Linked DNA regions of Mus musculus: region 1 is linked to region 2. A link is a contact called in public Hi-C data. All regions are on one chromosome and are shown on one strand. Each heading gives the region's core, a stretch centred on a gene start, on an enhancer-like site or on the middle of the called end of the contact. The rest is flanking DNA. Distances are from core to core; before and after follow the strand shown.

Evidence for each region. A called contact is a pair of places that touch in the nucleus more often than the background predicts.
Region 1: a Hi-C map of uterus shows a contact between it and region 2, with 2.2 times the contacts expected there. The contact joins two enhancer-like sites. A contact is called at or near these places in 9 of 484 Hi-C or Micro-C datasets (the HL-1 cell line, the N1E-115 cell line, embryonic fibroblasts and 3 more) and 2 of 115 datasets of contacts at active chromatin or transcription factors (the SCID.adh cell line and pancreatic cancer cells).

The regions. Positions count from the first base shown.
Region 1 is chr13:28,415,447-28,418,982 of GRCm38.p6, reverse strand. All of the region lies in intron 1 of Gm40841 (a long non-coding RNA gene), which reads left to right. Among named protein-coding and RNA genes, the nearest start is that of Gm40841, 4.3 kb to the left of the region's middle. Within about 2 kb of position 1,297, at least 225 of the 459 cell types and tissues checked have an H3K27ac peak or open chromatin away from gene starts, as enhancers often do. A contact at or near this core is called in the HL-1 cell line, granulosa cells, pancreatic cancer cells and 1 more, where this site is marked.
Region 2 is chr13:28,310,980-28,314,322 of GRCm38.p6, reverse strand. No RefSeq gene overlaps it. Among named protein-coding and RNA genes, the nearest start is that of Gm34385, 17 kb to the right of the region's middle. Within about 2 kb of position 2,067, at least 37 of the 459 cell types and tissues checked have an H3K27ac peak or open chromatin away from gene starts, as enhancers often do. A contact at or near this core is called in the HL-1 cell line, granulosa cells, pancreatic cancer cells and 1 more, where this site is marked.

The DNA.
Region 1 (3,536 bases), core at 48-2,547, 110 kb before region 2:
GAGACATGGAAGAGACTGTGTAACACATACACACACAGAGAGAGATATGAGAGAGAGAGAGAGAGAGAGAGAGAGAGAGAGAAAGAGAGAGACTCTTTGCTGGGTTGGGTTTGATTACAAGCCAGTGTTTTCAGCTCCTGCTCAAGACCTATTTCCTGGCTAGCCAGAAAGCTCGGCCAGAGCAGCTGCATATAGACTTTTCTTTTTAACGGCATAGCAAACCCCTTCAGTTTTAACTCCTTGAAGTTCTAAGTGCTCAGCGTTGGGCTAAGGCTCACTGTACGGTTTTGTTTTCTTCTCCTACAGAGCCCTGTAAACACAGCTGTATTCAGTATGGCAGAAAAATTCTGTCCCTTAAATAGAAATGCGATCAATTTAATCAAAATAAATGTATCCCAGATGACTCTGAGGCCAGCTGGATACCACAGGCTTCAGAAGCTAAGCATTCAGTGGAGATGGATACAGTGTTAGATTTACATGCTTTCAAATGCTAGGATCAGCTATGCTTAATAAAGGAAATTCTTTAAGGAAAAGGGAGGGTCCTCCTGGCACCCAGCTATAGATGGTGACCACAGGTGCTGCTGCTGATCCTGGCACTGGGGTTTGTGGCTGTCGAGCTTGCAGGGGTGTGTGGCATGAGGCAGGGCACGGCTGATGTCAGTGTGAAGAAAGCTTGCAGCCTGCTTGAGGCTGTAGGAAGGAGGAGGGTGGCCTCTCATTGCCTCTGTCGGGGCTTGGCTGGTACTAGAAGCTTGTAGATAGATAAGGGTGAGCTGGGTGAACTGAGCTCTGAGCCGGGAGCAAGCAGCTTTCCCAGTTGTCATGGGGGCTCCTCTGGGACGCCTGTCTGGCCTGTCCTCCCACTGTTTGTTAGAAATTCTACAAAGCGGCTCTGTGTGCTGGATTATGTTTGGCCAGCTGTTGGTGCATTCCTGAGGGTGGGGTGGAGACAGGATCTTATTACTGTACTTCCAAACTGTAGATCTATGTGGGGAGAGAGAGAGAGAGAGAGAGAGAGAGAGAGAGAGAGAGAGAGTGTGTCAGGATGTGGTGGGGAGAGGAAAGAAACGCAAGCAAGTCTGATAATCCCTTCTCCTTCTCCAGGTTGTGCTAGAGGAGCATTCAGAAAGGCTATGAAGTGAAAGAGAGAAAGGAGAGGGTAAGGGGTGGGAGCACAGTGGAACAGCCATGAGACAAAGCAGAACTTCAAAGCTGCAGAGACGAGCAGAATGTCAGCAGCTTGTAATTAGCGGTTCATGGTTGCGTCAGAGACTGTATCTCTCCAAGAATAACTGTGTGCTGTGTGCCACAGAGTGCAGAAGACAGTCATAACTAAGTTATCAAGCACAGTTCAAATGAGGGCAGACACATGAAGGCATTTTCTGTTTGAAAATTAAGCAGGGCTGAAGTGCACATCTCACTGGCTGGATTCTGCCTAACTTCTGGCAGGAAATGCTCAGCGTATAGGAGGGTGTTTGTTAGATCAAACAGGGGACCCATAAGCATGCAGACTGAGCATGCAAGCTCCGTCCCTGTAAAATACCGTCCCAAACAGCCCGGTACTGCACTGCTGGGGTCCTGTCTCCGTATATACCCATTCGCTTTTGTATGCCAATGGGAGAAAGTTAAAAGTACACCCAAGGACATATGTCCCCATTAGATTCTAAAATCCCTACTATAGAATTAAAACCTGACTGCAGGTTCTGAGTTGTTTTGGTATTCTTAATTTATACGCTGAAGAAGCTCTTTTTTTGCAATTATCTTGTTGGTAACCCTGTGAGGAAGCGACATACCACTATATGATGTTGAAGGGCACCTTTCCCTTCCATCCCCTGTCTCTGTTATTTGGAGGTGTGGGGCGTTCTCTGGAGCCTCCAGGAGGAGCTGGTGGGAGGAGCTGATTGGCTAGCAGGCTCAGCGTGTTTACTCTTATTTGTTTTCAGTGCTCCTTCGCAGCGTGCATTTAGTATTTGTATTTGTGTTCATGCTGCACAATTACTACTGACCAGCTTTGTTTCTCTGCCCGAAGCGAAGTCAATTTTAGTTCAGCCCCTGCAGTTGAGTCCCTGGACAATATGCACATATGTATTATGTTACCCGTGTATGCACTTTTCCTTTTAAAAACGTGGATTAAGGAAAATTGTAGGCAAGGAGAGACGTGTATATGAAATCAATAGCTTTTTGAATCACATGTAATATAATTTAAATATACTCACTTTAAGATTGCCAAAGCCTATGTTGTCTGAGCCCAGTTAATTTACATCTTCGATTTAGTCAAGAGGTGGAACCTGCCAGATCAGAATGCTGTATTCTGTGCACCCAACAGGGTGGAAGACATTATTTTGTTTGTGTTAGTTCAAACAGCTGGTCATTAATGCAGTCCCCATTTCTAGAGAGAAACGCTGGTGGACATGAATGGCTGTCTGATTAATGCTGCCCCTCGGAGGGTCCTTCACCCAGCCATGCTCCTGCAGAATAATGTAGCATGATGTGATTGCACTCTAACAGGATAGTATGTCATTGTGTCACCAAGCAATTGAGGTTATTATGGGGCAGGGCAGACAGACGGGACAGTGGGGTTACTAGACCGTAGCATTTTTAGAAATACAGGCCTGACCTACTTAGAGTTATTCTGGCAGGCAGCTGCACGGTACATAAAGTCTCCTGATAGGCTGAAGCTGTTGCTAGGGGGAATTAGCATGAATTTTTCCACACAGAGACTCAGCGACTGAATGATAAAAGCTGACTGGAATTAAAGAGATTTGGTTTAGCATTGTACAGATTGATCTGCCTCAGTTTTTTTTTTTTTCTTTCTCAAGTGCCAAGAAAGAGTGCAAAAAATAGAGACTTCTTTTTGTTTGTTTGTTTCTATTAGTTCTTTGACCTTCTCCTTCTCTTCCTTCTGCCCTTCATCCCCAAGAGCCAGGAGGGCAGGAGAACAGAGCAGTTATGAAATTTTGGTTAATCTCTTATTGCTGGGGTCATTGAAACCATGTTGCAAATGGCATGATATTTAAGCTTCAGGACTGCTGGGCGTACCTAGCAGAAGGGCAGATGGGTTTTTTTGGTCCCCTGTGTATCAAGCTGTTTTGGAGTTGGGCATGCATCTTTTATACACTGTATATTTTATACACCCCTTTCCCTTTTGGGCTTGAACAAAACATTTACATAAATTCTTTTCTATCCAAACAGATTGAAGCTTGCAATTGCTGGCTTGTTTAAAATAAGATAGTAAGATAGACAAGATTCCAGATTTAGAATATATATATATATATATGTATACACACACACACACACACACACCATTTTTTTATTACAAAAGTATTTTTTTCTGGGCTATGTTTGTCTTTTGAAAAGTCCAGTTTGGTGTTTGTGTTCAGGGATAGAATTGAACTGCTCCCACCCCACCCATTTTGTTTCCCAGTGTACAAAAAGCACTCTTTTGTTTGTTTGTTTTGTTTTGTTTTGCTTTGCATTTTTTTTTCTCTGCAGAAGAAAGTGTGGCTGTAGAATCCAGTCTGGAGACTGCTTTTCCA
Region 2 (3,343 bases), core at 818-3,317:
CATGCATCCTGGCATGTTATATTTCTTAAATGAATGGAAACCTTGTTTGGAAAGGGAAGAAATACAATGATCACCTTACCTGTTTAAATGGCCATGTGAGTGTGCTTTGGTCAGCCTCATTAAAAAATATGTTTACTGGGTAAGTTCTATGTCTGTGTGAATTACTCTATAAGAATTCGTTCATCATAGCTGTTAGGGCATGGAAGTCCAGTTAAGTGAGTATTTCATATGCATTTTAAAATGTAGGTCCACTGTTTAATGAAATGAGAAGGAGTTAGAGTTAGAGCTTAGCTCTATCTAAAGCTTTCATTTCCTATGTAGGAGGTGATGTCACAAAGGTCACCCTTTGTTCAACAATAAGCATCAAATACATAATTGCAATGGTTCAAATGTACCAAACCTAAAAAGCCAAGAAGGTTTGGGAGATCCCAGAAGAAATACCTTAGCCTTCTGTGAAATACTGGCCACAGGATCTGGCATAGACTAGATGCTTAAAACTATTTTCTGCTCTTCTAACCTTTTAGCTGTCATGTTTTTTAGTTCTTGCCCTTGAGAATGGCTGGTGATATTCTATTGTGCTAGATGGAGGTTCTGCTAGCATATTCCCAGAGTGAGTCAGATATCTGTTTTCTTCAGATAACAGATAACACAGAACTTCATGCAAACAAAGTCAGGAGCTGGTGAGTCACAGCAAGTCAGCTTGGCCCTGTAAATCTCTCTTGCTTTCTTGATCAAGCAACATCATCTCTCCATGTTGGCTTAAAAAAAAGTGATCTCAAGTGTTTGCCAAGCGAGCAAATGTCAGCTATGGGGGAAACAGTTTGCACTTTATATTCTAGAAACTTTGGAAATATTTACCACACTTGAAAGAACAATTTAATGTAAAGGAAAAGGAGTCAAAGTAATTTTTTAAATGTTGTTGTTTTAAAATTATGGCTGGTAAATGGCTCAGTATCTAGTAGCAGTTGCTGTTTAACTATGAGGGCCACACTCAAAGTACCAGCACCCATGTAGAAAAAAAGTTTTGGGTTCAAATTCAAACTGCTTATATTTTCTTTCACCCAGAGTGATTTAATTTACAGCTTCAAAAGTCAACATAAATAGATTCTGCTGTATAAGTTACCAACCATCTGATATTACCATCTCTGCAAGGTCACCTGGGAAATGTGCTAGGCTGAGCATTGCAGGGCTCTCTGTCCTTTCAAACCAGGGCATAGTCCGTATTTTAGACATAATATCTATTCTCACATCAAAAAAAAAATCTGGATTTAGAACTAGTGATGAACAGAACTTGAATTTTGGAGTTGGGTAGTCTCTGTCTAGTCCCCAGCTGTGGGCATAGAGAACTGGGCACACTTGAAGACCTTTACCTCTCTAGGCTACTGTGTCTGCACAGGGGACAGTGTCATGGGATGTAAAAGAGACTGAAGTTTTAAAAGTGCTTTGAAAAGACTAGATTGTCACAAAGGCCACTAGTGTCAGCTAATAATCGTCAAATACATAATTGTAATGGTTCAAACCTGGCAAATCTACAAAGGTGAGGAAACTTGGAAAACTCAAGAAACATTTTAGGACTTCTGTGAACTAATATCACAAACATATGGAGTAGATTTCCCAATTTGAACACACCGTAGCCTTGGGATTAAGATGAAAATCATTGACTTTTACCCACCCTGGAAAGTCTGACAGAAGTTCAATACATTTGACCCTTCACAAACCTGACTTAGTTTGCCAGCACCAGGGAGCCAGGGAACAGTAGATGAAGAAGGAGATCTGCCTCCGAGCCTCCAGACCCAACTGATTGAAAGTTCAGGGTTACACAGAAACCGTGAACACACCTTAACACTGCGCCACTCTACCTGTCTCTCCATCTAATTTCCAGCGACACTTTTTAGAGATTAAATCTCTAAATTTAATGCTCCGGATTTTCTGCAGCGCTGCTTTTTAGCTCATTCCCCAAATTATGCTGCAGTTGGACGAGATTCAGTTGCTTCTGAGAGGCTGTTGTTTGGCTTCTGGATTCCATTCACATGACTTTCCCCCTCATCCCTCATAGATCATTAATAATAAACGCAGTCAAGGGTATGTTATGTGAAAACCAAGAGGCTGAACTTTTAAAGCTAGACCTATTAGGCTCTAGTAAGACATCAAGGTTTTAAGGAAGCTCACTGCCTCTAAATTATGCTCCCCTTTTTCCTTCTCCACCTTTTGTATAAGGCTTCTAGTCTTTACCCTGTTACATAAGAGAATCACAGATTAGGAGATGTCAGACGTGAGAGCTCATTAGTCCCACCTTCTAGCTCTTGCTGGTAAGATAACTGATAACAATATTGTCTTTGAAAAGAGATTTTCAAAATATATATATTGCATAAAAGATAACTTGGCATTGCTAGTATCTAAAAGGATATTTGAGTCAAGGCCAAACTCAGGATTAGGAAACTGAGTGACTTGTAAGCATATTAAAAGTTGGGCAACAGAGAGTGGTATGGCATTATGGGATACATATTGGCCTTGAATACATTAAGAAGCAACTTTCAGTTTTACTAGTTGTATGACTTAACTACTTAGCTTTAAGTGAGAATCAGGATGTTACGATGTGGGGGATGTGATAGCAAATATGTCAAGAATCTTAGACAAACCTCACATGAAGTATATATAACTTCAATAAATTAAACTGTGAACATTATGATAAAAACACTGTAAATATAATTCATGGTGGTACATAAATGTACGACTCTGAGAGACAGAGAATGACCCTTTCTATAATCCCAGAAGTACAGACCAACCATAAAAGTTTTAAATAAGTAAAGGTCTTAATTTGCTTGGTATTGCAAGTTGACATTGGGTCACAGCAAACAGTCCAGCTTATGAAGTGACAGAATATAGTTTGAAACATTATGAAGTCCCTCACTAGACAGTTTGAATGTGCAGCCAGGGCCAGCCACTTCCTGTTTGTGTAGCTTTGAGCAAACACTTTACTCATTCCACGTCTACTTCCATTCACATCTCTGTAAAATGGTGACAGTAGCAGTGACTGTGATAGGAGTGTCCCAGGTTTTTCTGAAGTAGAAATTGTATCCCAGTGGGTACTTACTAAGAACCTTTATCCCTCCCCCCCACCCCATGTCCTCCCTCCTGCCTCCCTTTTACTTTTCTACATGCACAGCTCAGTGACATTAAGTACATTCATACTGTAGCACCATCAGCCATCTCCAGGTCTCTTCACTTTGCGAAGGAGAAACTCTGAGTGCATTTATCAGCCCCTGCAAGTCATCATTTCGTTTTCTATCATTCTGAACTTCACTATGAGACTTATTTTGTATAATGGAATTATGTCGTATTT